Regions from separate parts of the Mus musculus genome. Here regions 1 and 3 are each linked to region 2. Evidence: chromatin contacts called from public HiChIP or PLAC-seq and promoter capture Hi-C data. All regions are on one chromosome and are shown on one strand. The core of a region is the stretch at or near the end of the contact, and the rest is flanking DNA. Distances in the headings are between cores, read along the strand shown.

Region 1 (4,144 bases), core at 1,151-3,650, 150 kb after region 2:
ATTTATGTTTATTATTATTTTTATTATATTTTATTAAGAAATAAATATTTTAAAAATGTTCTTCAAATAGCATACGTGTGCTTTCAGTTTTGAAGAACACTGTAGTTAAAAGTGAAAGGATAAATAGTGTTAAATATCATTCACTCAACCCTCTGCCACAGTTGGAGTTCTGTATCAACAGTGTCTCAGGGAGAGGCAGGTATTTTCATCAGCCTGCCTCACACATGTCTTGTTTTCTCTTTTCCACACTTTGCCTACATGTCAGTGGCAGAAAGTAAAACTTAAGCTTATGTAAAAACTCAAAATGAGGTTATTTATCAAGCTCTACTTGGTCAAGGCCTGCAGGCAGCTATGAGGAGCACGCTGAAGGTCCACCCACATGGGGCCCTGGATTGTGAGACTCCAGCCCTCACAGGTCAGGAGTTTTGACTGAACCATGTGACTCTCAACTCACCCTGGAACATTCTATGTAATTTTCCCACATCTTCAAGGAATTTACATTCAAACTGACACTGCACTTGCGCCACTAGTAGCACCCAGACCACAGGCCTCCCAAGGTCAACTACTCCCATCCCACCCCTCTATCCTCTATGAAAGCCTCAGGCTGTGTGAGCTGGTCAATTCCCAGAAGATTTCACCTCAGTGATGCTGGTCTCTTCTTAATCACTGCTAATTTCTTAGCTCCAACTAACCAGCATCAATTGTCCCAGTAGTTCCTTCCATTCTTAACTCTAGAACCAGAGCCACATGGCTGAAGCTGCCAAGTTCTGCTGTTTGCAGGACATAGAACATGATCCCCTTGTACTATTACATTATCACTGGCTTTATGTTTTCCAAATCCTTCACTGCCTAAGCTTCGCTGTCCTGGATCTTGTTCTGTAGATTGACCTTGAACACAGAGATCTGCATGGCTGTCTCCTGGGATTAAAGGTGTGTACCAACAAGCCAGAATCTAAATTTAGCTGGGTAGGATCTTGCCCCAAGGTCCCACTCCCTTAATCTGTTATCTCCTAGAACACAGGATTTTGCTCCATTTCACTTCCTGGTACCCCTTTAATACTCGAAATTGTATATTTTTCCTTTCTAAGCTTGCTATGCTGTTCAAACTTCTCTTCATAAGACTTAACCAGAGAACAAAGTCTTTGCTGGGCTTTTTTTGAAACTTCCTTTGTCAATGCAATTAATCTGAGTCTCTTCACCTTAGCCTTGGGCAGACTTTTCAGACAAGGTAAAAAAAGTAGCCACATTCTTCACCAAAACACCACAAAAACAGTCTTTATGCCACATTCTGAAATTATTATCCTTTGAAATCTCTTGGGCCAGGTCAACACAGTTCAAATTACTCCCAACAACAAAGTCTTCCATATTCCTACTAGGATGACCCATTAAGCCTCATTTAAAGCATTCCACTGAGTTCCAAATCCAAAGTCCCCAAATCCACATTCTTTCAAATAAAAGCATGGTTAGGCTTATCACAGCAATACCCCAGTCCCTGGTACCAACTTGTCTTAGCCAGGGTTTCCTTTCTTTCTTTCTTTCTTTCTTTCTTTCTTTCTTTCTTTCTTTCTTTCTTTCTTTCTTTCTTTCTTTCCTTCTTTCTTTCTTTCTTTCTTTCTTTCTTCCTCCCCCCCACACCCTCTGGAGACACGGTTTCTCTGTATAGCCCTGGCTGTCCTGGAACTCACTTTGTAGACTAGGCTGGCCTCGAACTCAGAAATCCACCTGCCTCTGCCTCCCAAGTGCTGGGATTAAAGGCATGTGCCACCACTGCCCGGCTAAGTCAGGGTTTCTATTCCTGCACAAACATCATGACCAAGAAGCAAGTTGGGGAGGAAAGGGTTTATTCAGCTTACACTTCCATACTGCTGTTCATCACCAAGGAAGTCAGGACTGGAACTCAAGCAGGTCAAGAAGCAGGAGCTGATGCAGAGGCCATGGAAGGATGTTTCTTACTGGCTTGCTTCCTCTGGCTTGCTCAGCCTGCTCTTACAGAACCCGATACTACCAGCCCAGGGATGGCATCACCCACAATGGGCCCTCCCACCCTTGATCACTAATTGAGAAAATGCCCCACAGCTGGATCTCATGGAGGCATTTCTCCAACTGAAGCTCCTTTCTCTGTGATAACTCCAGCCTGTGTCAATTGACACAGAATCAGCCTGTAGAGAGGGTCTTGCCTTAGTGGTGAGTCAGCCTGTGTCAATTGACACAGAACCAGCCTGTAGAGAGGGTCTTGCCTTAGTGGTGAGTCAGCAAATACTTGACTCCATAGCCTCCTCCCCACCATTCCAAAATTCAAATCTGGAATTTAAACATCCAGGGAGGGAAAAGGTAAGGGGAGGAAAACTCGGTACCTCAGTTACTCTGTCTTCCTGAGGTCAAGACAAAACATAACGCAAGGCTGACACCTAGTGGCTACCTACTTGCTACAGGAGCCCACCCTGCATTAAACTAAGGACCAACTGAGAAACAAAGGAAGAAAGATATCTGAAATCAGTGCTGGCGACATGCCTGCCTCTGCCCATCCTTTCATGTTATTTTAAGTTCTAAGGATAATTAAGTCACTTCTACCTCTTATCTGAGGGTTCTGCCTGGCCCTCTCTTGCGTTCTGCAATGTTCACCTGGATTGATTTCCTCAGCTCCCTCCTCACTATCCTCTATCCTATTAAGAGATTCATGTCTGAAGCCCTCAGGCTTGCTCATCCTTTGGTTCTAGCCCTGGTCTACATTTGTGGACTGTTTCCTTCACACAAATTTTTCTAGAAGTGTGTTTCTAGTACACTTCTGGCCCTGGCAATCGAGTCATAGCTTCCAGGCTGGATTTTACTTTGGTATTGGAGCTCTGGCAGTTTTAATAATTAGGCTCAGTCACTTGTCCTCAATAGGCCAGTCAAGGGGCCAAAAAAGCAAAGGCAGAGAGAAATTTATTCAATGTGGCTGCACCAGGAAGGGGGTCTGACATAAGGCATAGGTTTAAGTGGGGGAATGGAGAGATGGCTCATCAGTTAAGAGCTACTCTTCCAGTAGGCAGGGGATGTTTCTTTGGGCTCCAATACTCCCTGCTCACCTGGATTGTCTCTTCCTTCTCCTGCTCATTTCCCACTCTGCCCAAGCCTTACACATGGGGCTTTGCTCCCGGGCTGCCTTCAGGCCCCCTTCCTTCTCCCTTACCCTTTATGGTCTCACATACTAAGACCCCGGATAGCGCTCCACTTACCTCTCGGTCTTTGCCATTCTGCTTTCACTGTCATTTCTCATCCAGATGTTTACTAGTTACCAAATTGGTTTCTCAGCTGCATCCTTGTTAGCTCTCTTCCCCAGTGTGGTCAGGGGCATTTTCCCTATGACCCCACTTCTTTAAAGCTTCTTTCCACGGCAAATAAACTTCAGACCCAGCCCTGCCTGCTTGGCTCCTTATCTTGCTTCATCTCTGGGGTTTAGCTCCTAAAAAATTAACAGTGTCTCTTTTCTCCTCTCTTCACTACCTTCCTCCCTTCCACACCGTGAATTTTGCCCTAGACATTTCCTTGCTTGGGATCCACTTTCCTTCTCTTCCGCTCTCTTCTTAATACATATGTTCTCTCCTGCCTCTTCTGGAGTACTCTCCTGAGGCCCCAGCCAGGAACACTTTCTCTGTGACCCAATGCACTGCACTTCCTAACTAAAACTGTTCCCAGGGGCTAGAGGGATGGCTCAGTGCTTAAGATGGCTCTTATTCCAGAGAACTTGGCTTTGATTCCCAGAACCCACAAGGAGGCTCACAACCCTCTGCAATGTCAGTTCCAGGCAATTCAGTGCCCTCGAGTCTTCTCCAGGCACACACGTGCTGCACAGACAGACATACAGGCAGAGGAGACACCCACACACATGAAATAAACTGCTTCCAAACTCACTCCATACACCCCCTTTTCCCACTCCACTTTCCACTGGCACCAGTGTGCTAACATAACTGCATTCACCCCGAATTTTCTTTGCAGGTCTTCTCAAGCCCTTTACACATTGATGTAGATATCAATAGAGTGAAAATTAGCTCCCCAAGTTTTGGTCATGGACCTCTTTTACCACAAGCATCCTGAGATGTGAGTGCTTCAGGGTGAGAGACCTGTGACACAATTTACCATTTCATTATAGACTGGGGAACAA
Region 2 (4,021 bases), core at 221-2,720:
TGCTTTATAAACTATAAGCATAGGAGAAAAGTAAGAAGTTAATCAGTTAGTCAAGGTATTTATGACTAGCCTTTCATTCAAAGTAAAACATTCATTGTATACATCACCTTTTACTATAACTTACTGTTAAAACCATAAACATACCATAATTTTATTATCTAATCTTTTACTTACAACTCCTGTGTAATAGCGTAGTCCAACAACTTGTCCTCTCATAGTTCCAAATAAAACCAAATCTTGCTCTTCATCACTCGTTAGGAAGTCATCTGGAGGAATAATGTCTTGGAATTCAAAATGTGGCAAGAAAGTTGAGTATGAAAGTCTTGGAATATTTTCGTGTGATCCATACTGGACAGACTGCGAATACTTCCAAACAGGACCCCTGTTTTAAAACAAAACAAAAAACCAAAAACAAAACAGGACTTGTTTTTCTTTTTTTGGTTTTTCGAGACAGAGTTTCTCTGTATAGCCCTGGCTGTCCTGGTCCCCTAACCCCTTCCCCTCTTCTCTTTCCTTTTCTGAAACTGGGTTTCTCTGTGTAGCCTTGGCTGTCCTACTCGCTCAGTAGACCAGGCTGGCCTCAAACTCAGAGATCCACCTGCCTCTCCCTCCCAGGTACTTGGCTACCACTGCCCGCTATGAAAATAACTTTAAATTTTAACATAAATGCATCCACAGCATCCTCTGCTTTAACTCCTTTGGAACAGAACACATTTTAAATCGAGCATCTAAATTGTGACACTATAGAGAACTGACCTTGAAGCCCCATTATTTTAAAGGATAGGGATAATTGTTGCAAAAATGGGCATGAAAACCACAGTAGATGATGAAAAGAGGTGTTTGCTGGAAGCCTCCTAGAAGATGTAGTTCTCCTAAAAACACACGGGGCTATCAAGTCGCGAGTTTCCCTCTCAGCTCCTCTGCAAATATGCTTTAGTGCGCTTTTGCATAGTGCCGGGAAATACAAGTTGGAAGCTGTTACCATAACAATGCCTAGCGAACAGTGGGATAACATTGGTGAATAAATCACCCCCCGCTTCCACCCCCCCCGCCACCCCCCCCCCCCCCCCCCGCCAAGCCCTTGACGCAGATTCTCCGAGGTCGCAGCCACTCTGGTCAGCCGCGACAATGCATTGGTGCCTCCAGGAGCAACACCGGCAAGCGACCCGCAGAAGGGATGCAAACTGCACCTATAAAGCGCCCGGGCGCGCACCTTCACTAGAATAGAGCGCAGAGCAATTGGCCTCACGCCCAGCCCCCCTCAGCCCTTCACCTCGTGAACGTATAGGACATGGCGCGGGGCGGGGTGACTTCGGGATGCCCTGGGCTCCCCAGATCTTCCCAGACAGCCTGATAAAGCTCCTCAAGGCGTCGTGGCCCAGGCGCCGGAATCCAAATCAGAACCGCCAGGCCGCGTCCGCCCGGTGAGACGTGTCCACACCACTCCTTCCTGCAACAGTCTGAGAAACCGGTGACGTTCTGCGATCGGCACCGCCAGGGCCCAATCCAAAGGAAGAGTCTACGAAGACCAACCAATCACAATACAAGAGGGTGGGGAGCTCCGCCCAGTGCTGCGATTCAAAGGCAGTGCGGCGCGTCCGGGTTCTACCTGGTTCTTCCGCAGTCCGAGACGCCTTGCACGGTAAAACATCGAGGCTTCTTGAGTGAGCCACAGGGCTCAAGGTTCTGACGGACTAGGGGGAAAGAGGTCTTCTAGCCACTGCCCTAACTCCTCAAGGATGTCCCCATAGGTCAGACGCTCCCTATCTGATGGAATGCCTAACAGGGCCTACTCCAGTAGGAGCCCTGGGTGGGATACCTGCATTTCCTCTGCTGAGCCCTGACTCTATTTATTCTTAGCGACCTCCGTGTATGCGAGACCCTGAGTTCTGGAAATCTGAATGAGAACTTACGAATTTCCTTCTCCCATCTCGCTTTTATTGTGTTTAAAGAAATTTTTTTCCCTTGGTAGAAGAAAGCCATAAAGTAATACAACCTTATAGCTCTTGCTGAAAAAGGCAGACTGGTCCAACATTAGTTGTAAGGTCCGAGGTGGTGGCTGGGGCTACGTGTGTTTTCTTAGGAAAATGAAGGAGGCACTATAAAGAAACTTTTTTTTTCTCTCTTTTTTTTTTTAATTAGGTATTTACTCGTTTACATTTCCAATGCTATCCCAAAAGTCCCCCATACCCACCCACTCCCCCTTTTTGGCCCTGGCGTTCCCCTGTACTGGGGCATATAAAGTTTATATGTTTATACTTTATAATCTAAAGGGACATTTCACTTTGGAGTTTTGTATGCAACAGTATCAGGCAAGGTAAAGGTAATTCCAGCATCTTGAAAGACCATAAAACTACTTTTGATGAAGCAGCCATTAACTGCTGCATCTTCTGCTGCACCAACAGTAGGAAGCTAAAGGTATTGCCCAGCCAAACATAATAGGGTGTGCTGTAAACCATCGGAATGTCTAGATGTGTTTGTAAACATTTTAAACACTGGAAGTCATCCTTCCTAGAGTGGTCCATTTTATGCTTCCATCAGCAGAGGATGAAAGGTGGTCAGTAAGATGTTTTAAGAGGCACATGTTCATTGTCTTAAATATTGATGATCTGTGAACTAAAAGTAAAATGTGACCATTTGAGGATTGTCTGCTGGAATGGCACCCTAGGGAATGCTATGATAAAAAGAAAGGAGAGAGAGAGAAGCAAAAACAAGAAAACTAACTTTAACAGTATTAAGAGACAATTTATGCTGGAGGCAAATATCAGTCATTGGCCTGGGAACACAGAATTAGGCCACCCCAAGTGCTATGTTTCAATTGAAGCCATTTCATGAAGCTTTTATACTAACAGGACAAAGAAAGTCATAAATCAAGATACTTTCCAAATATATTTGGTGTGACCATTAGGTAGGTGGGAAAGAGTATTACAGGGAACCTTTATTAGAGACCTAAGATACTGACATTATCCTTAGCTGTTTAGTTTGCTGAGTGGTAGCACTGTATGTACATTCCAAATGATTTACCCTGTGGTCACAGAAACATGTTAAGTGCAGAGGAGGACAATAAGTAGCAATTAAGAAGGCTAGAGATGGCCTAAGAAAATTTGGCTCTGGGTTTGCAGCATTTGAAATGCTGCACAATCATTGTAGCTCAGTTAATCAGCCTTACAGAAGATTCATTTGATGGCGCATCATCTTCCCTGGGATTTTTGTGCATGTTAAACAGGCACTCTTCCTCTGAGTTACATCTCTAGCCCTCACTGAGAATCTGAAGAATGAAATATTTCATTCCCCCAACAGGAAACTTACTGCAGATAATGTTTCGTTTGCTTCGGATATTTTACTTTCTTCATGGTATATTATGATACAAATGCAAAGTTGGGTTTTGGGTTTTTGTTTGTTTTTTTTTTTTTCCAGTATTAGGTATTGAATCTTAGGGCCTGTCCAACCTGGGAAAGCTCTCTATCCACAGCCTTTATTTTATTTGAAACTTTGTGACAAGGACTCAGAAAGTTACCCAGGCTGGGGATTCTGAGGGCAACTTTGATCCTGAAGCAGAAGCCTCAGCCTCCACAGTAACTGGTAACATTTTATGTGTAAAATTAAGAAAGCTATGCTCATTGGACTAAATAATAAAATTCCTTATAACATGGTTCTTTAACAGCATTTTTTTTTCTGCTGAGAGCAAAAACCTAAACCCCAACATCAAAGACAAACCATTGTCCTCTGACAAGGACTGGACTCAGTCGGCCCCTCAACCCGCAGGAGAATCAGGGTCCTGGTATTCAGGTGGGCAAGAAGTCGGCGGGATGACAAACATCACACACAGAGAGAGTGCTGTATCTGAATGTAATTTCTCAAAGTGAGCATCAGACTTATAAAACAGAAGAAAATAAGGAAATTAGGTGACACATCAGCCAAAATACATTGAGGTTACTGGATGCTTAATGACTCTTTACACAAAAAGAAGAACGCATACATAAAGATTAGCAGGATCTAGGCAATGTAACAACTGAGACAC
Region 3 (4,261 bases), core at 37-2,536, 180 kb before region 2:
AGAAGGAGAAGGAGAAGGAGAAGGAGAAGGAGAAGGAGAAGGAGAAGGAGAAGGAGAAGAAGAAGAAGAAGAAGAAGAAGAAGAAGAAGAAGAAGAAGAAGAAGAAGAAGAAGAAGAAGAAGAACAAGAAGAAGAAGAAGAAGAACAAGAAGAAGAACAAGAACAAGAACAAGAAGAAGAACAAGAACAAGAAGAACAAGAAGAACAAGAAGAACAAGAAGAACAAGAAGAACAAGAACAAGAAGAACAAGAAGAAGAAGAACAAGAACAAGAAGAACAAGAAGAACAAGAAGAACAAGAAGAACAAGAAGAACAAGAAGAACAAGAACAAGAACAAGAACAAGAACAAGAACAAGAACAAGAACAAGAACAACAAGAAGAAAGAGGGGGAGGAGGAGGATAAAGTTTCATTACGTAAGACTATATACCAAAGCCAGGCAGTGGTGACACATGCCTTTAATTCCAGCACTTGGATTTCGAAATCTGAGTTCGAGACCAGCCTGGTCGACAGAGTGAGTTCCAGGACAGCCAGGGATATATAGAGAAACTCTGTCTAGAAAACCCAAAAATAAAAAGTTAAAAAATAAATAAATAAAAGACTATACACCAAAGTTCTGTGGCAGTTACTCAAATTCATTTGAGGTTATAAATGTAACTTTTAAAATGTAGGATAGAGATCAGTGCAGTGGGTCAGTGGGTAAAGACACCTGCCACCAAGACCCATGATTTGAGTCCAATCCCCCAAAACTCAAATGATAGAAGGATGGAATGTGTTCTCTATTTAAGTTGTCCTCTGATCTCCACACATATATCATAGCATGAACAAACTCCACTCCAAACACATACTCACAAAAATTAAGTATATTAATTGTTTTGTATTTAAAACCTATGAGTATGCTTCAACCTATTTAATTGAAGCTTCCTGGGAGGCTAGTATTTTAGAACAGAGGTACGTTACTGTCTTATCTCTGTGAATAGACTCATCCTATCACCTTGAACACACTACTTGCTGAAGGGATTTTTCCCAATCTTTTTTAGAGACATTTATATCTCCTATTAATAAGAAAGTAGAGGGCTGGAGAGGTGGCTCAGCCATTAGAGGCTAGGCTCACAACCAAAAATATAAGAAAGTAGAGAGAGGCCTGGATATTCACAACCCTGCCCCCTCTCAACTGAAAAAATATGAGGTGGAAGGACTGTTCATCCCCAGGAACCACAAAGGAAATCAGCTGTTCGTCGAGATAAAAGCTGAGGTATAAAACCCGTATAGGGGTCAGATCAAGCCAAGAAAAAACATGAGGTTCTTCTTGCTTATGGCTGTCATCTACACTACACTTGCAATTGCTCCTGTCCACTTTGACAGGTAAATTTCTCTATCTATAGTCCAGTCTCTGGGTGAAAAAGGAGGTAAGGAATATGGCTTCAAAATTCACTGAAATTTTGTTTCTTTGGTTTCTGTCTTTTATCTACTTGAAGGGAGAAGGTATTCCGTGTGAAACTCCAGAATGAAAAGCACGCCAGTGTCTTGAAGAACTTGACCCAAAGCATTGAGGTAAACCATTCAGAGGGGTCTTATCTCTTTCTTTTCAATTCTCTAAGAGATATTCCTTCCATTTTATCTTCAGTGCCCACTGGTTATGAAAGGTTGACAAACGAGGGAGGAAGAGGAATGACGGAAACGATTGGGATAACTCAGCCAGGAGCCAGCACCACACCTAGTTTTGTTTCCATGGTTCACTTCTTTTCCTTCCTGCTTTACAAGCAATAGCTCCTAAGTACTCTGTAAAACAAGGGGAATCCTTGGCACCTTTTCCATTACCCCCTTTCCTGTCTGTACTCTGAGTCCCCCCACCCACAACATCCACTCCAATTTCTTCTGGTGACTTCTGTTCAAGTACAATCTGATGAGAGTAAAGTACTGGCTGGTGATAGCTTTCCAACAGTGAGGATTCCTTCAAAAGAGATTCTTAAATATAAGCAGTTTCTTAAAATCTAACAAAAAAGAGAACATTTTCTATCATGGGTTAAGCCACTCCTATCACACAAGTCAGCTTGGCCCAGTCACCTTGCTCTTATTTCATATTTACCATCAGATTTACAATGTAACATCCTTGAAACAGAACCTGACATAAAAAGGTGGTAACTGAAACTGCCAACATCACTCATCAGATTTAAACCCAGAACCAAGCCTGTCCTTCATTCCAGTCACGCTTCTCTTCAGTCAAACCAGTCAGAAGTTCTCCCTATTCTAGTTCCTGAGTATCCTTCACACTCACACTATCCTTGCCTCTGTGCAGCTATGCTCTGCCTCAGACTGGAGCAATTGCAGAAATTGCCGTGTTCTTTCTGTTAGGAGATTCTGCTCCTTCTTCTGCTGTTAGCTCACATGATGGAAATGCTTATATGCAGCTTTGTCTGGCACACAAAACCTCCTCTTATTACTTCCCTATGGGACACTGCTGTGGCACACCTATGTGCTTGCCACTTAATAAATGTTCACAACAGTACTTTGAGCATGAAACTCTTCCTCCACATTTTTTGCTATAATGAAGATGTTGTTATTGTGATATTTAGCCTATAAACTAGCCCCTGATATGTTCACCTTATTCTATGATGTTTCAAAGTAAACAGATGTGTTGGTTGGTTGAAAAAAAACCTCTTGTTGTCCCATGGTGGGCTGCCCCAAACCTGAAGTGTGATGTAACTAAGAGATAGCCACAGTGACTTGGAACATACCTCTATCTTGGTGTAATGGCGGAGACCCAGCAGCTCCCTCACATCTCCCAGGTAGAGTGCCATAGTGAAGACTGGACATCATCTTCACATATCTCAGACTGTGTATTTGTACTTCACTGGGTTTCAAAATTAGCTGTGATTTTAAAGAAACTCAAGAGCTTGAACCTTCTCAAACTGTTTTAACCTCAGTGCTGTTCTTGCAGGCTGAAATTGCTGAAATTTCCAGCTATGGGCAATAGCAAAGAGGACATCAGCACTCATGATATCTCAGGGCATATATCCACCTCACTACATCTATAGCACCCACCAGGGAAGCCTATTAACCACATTTTTAAATTAAAGCACACTGAAAAGCAATCAGTTACAGTGATTTGGTCAAGGGCATATTACTAAAATAGTAAAATTAAAAAACAAGATTAATAAATTGCACCTTCTTGTCAGATACAAACCTTACCAGAATTCTAGAATTCACAGAGGAATTCAGGGGAGGAGCCATAAAATTGTAAAATCTGAATAATTGCCAACTGTGGCTAAATCAATTATTAAATAATCATGTACATACCATTAAAGCATGATTAATAAAGAGTTGACTCTTCTACTTGCTCTTCTCAATGCATTGTCCTAAACTGTTACTTAGTACAAATGAATTGTTTCCTACTACTTTATATTCAACAGTTCTTAAATACATTTGTAAAAAAAAAAAAGATTATCTTTAGCTTATTAGTTACACAGAACCTTACATCCCTTTATGGTGCACAATGTATGGCCGGTGTGGGTATAGTATCTATTGCTTCACCTCCTGTGTGGTTATAGATACACAGATAAAAAGCAGAAGCCAAAAGAAATCAACAAATGTCTTCGTCACTCTACCTTATTCCTTTGAAAAGGGATTTCTCACTGAACCCAGCAACCAGTAAGCCCCAGAATCCTCATGTTTTTATACCCCAAATTTCTCAAGGTACAGCTATACACAGCCATACTCGGCATTTTAAGTATAATTACGTGTATTTAACAACAAACAAGCCACAGTTAACAATGGTCTTGTCTTGTAGCTCGACTTCTGGTATCCAGATGCTATCCATGATATTGCTGTGAATATGACTGTGGATTTCCGAGTTAGTGAGAAGGAATCTCAGACCATCCAGTCAACCTTGGAACAACATAAAATCCATTATGAGTAAGTCCTCGGCAAATATCCATCAATGTTTCTTAGAGTTTGGGTAACCTTAAAATCTTTAGGATTTTTTTAAAAGTCTTTAGGTTATACATGAGCACACTGAATTTCCATCACTTCCAACCCTCTCTCCATTCTTCAACTCTTCCTGTGTCCTTTTATCTACACCCTCTGGAATTCATGACTTCATCTTCTATAATCATTCTTGATACACACACAGACACACCATTACTAAGTCCACTTAGTGTTGCTTGTATGTACGTGTGTTTAGGGATGACTACATGGGACTATATAACATATCACAGGCTTCATCCCTGAAGAAAACTGATAATCCCTTCTTCAGCAGTTATC

The links. Promoter capture Hi-C pulls out the DNA fragments that hold promoters and counts their contacts. HiChIP or PLAC-seq counts read pairs in DNA pulled down with a chosen protein or histone mark.
Region 1: an HNF4G HiChIP or PLAC-seq map of pancreatic cancer cells shows a contact between it and region 2. The contact joins the enhancer-like site here to the promoter of Hltf in region 2. A contact is called at or near these places in 21 of 39 promoter capture datasets (the 3T3-L1 cell line, 3T3-L1-derived adipocytes, the C10 cell line and 12 more), 2 of 15 datasets of contacts at CTCF or cohesin (large pre-B cells and pro-B cells), 26 of 484 Hi-C or Micro-C datasets (CD4 T cells, the G1E-ER4 cell line, the HPC-7 cell line and 14 more), 12 of 115 datasets of contacts at active chromatin or transcription factors (the 230-238 cell line, astrocytes, bone marrow-derived macrophages and 7 more) and 2 of 9 other capture datasets (adipose tissue and liver).
Region 3: a promoter capture Hi-C map of the HPC-7 cell line shows a contact between it and region 2. The contact joins the promoter of Cpa3 here to the promoter of Hltf in region 2. A contact is called at or near these places in 1 of 39 promoter capture datasets (the HPC-7 cell line) and 2 of 484 Hi-C or Micro-C datasets (both in the G1E-ER4 cell line).

Annotation. Positions count from the first base shown.
Region 1 is chr3:19,903,152-19,907,295 of GRCm38.p6, reverse strand. No RefSeq gene overlaps it. Among named protein-coding and RNA genes, the nearest start is that of Gm42190, 49 kb to the left of the region's middle. Within about 2 kb of position 2,400, at least 18 of the 459 cell types and tissues checked have an H3K27ac peak or open chromatin away from gene starts, as enhancers often do. A contact at or near this core is called in pancreatic cancer cells and rod photoreceptor, where this site is marked.
Region 2 is chr3:20,055,260-20,059,280 of GRCm38.p6, reverse strand. Hltf (helicase-like transcription factor) reads right to left here and starts at 1,470. Exons shown (of 25, transcript NM_009210.3): 1 at 1,274-1,470; 2 at 175-382. The coding sequence starts at 1,293.
Region 3 is chr3:20,239,206-20,243,466 of GRCm38.p6, reverse strand. It overlaps Cpa3 (carboxypeptidase A3, mast cell), which reads left to right and starts at 1,286. Exons shown (of 11, transcript NM_007753.2): 1 at 1,286-1,363; 2 at 1,477-1,552; 3 at 3,789-3,913. The coding sequence starts at 1,296.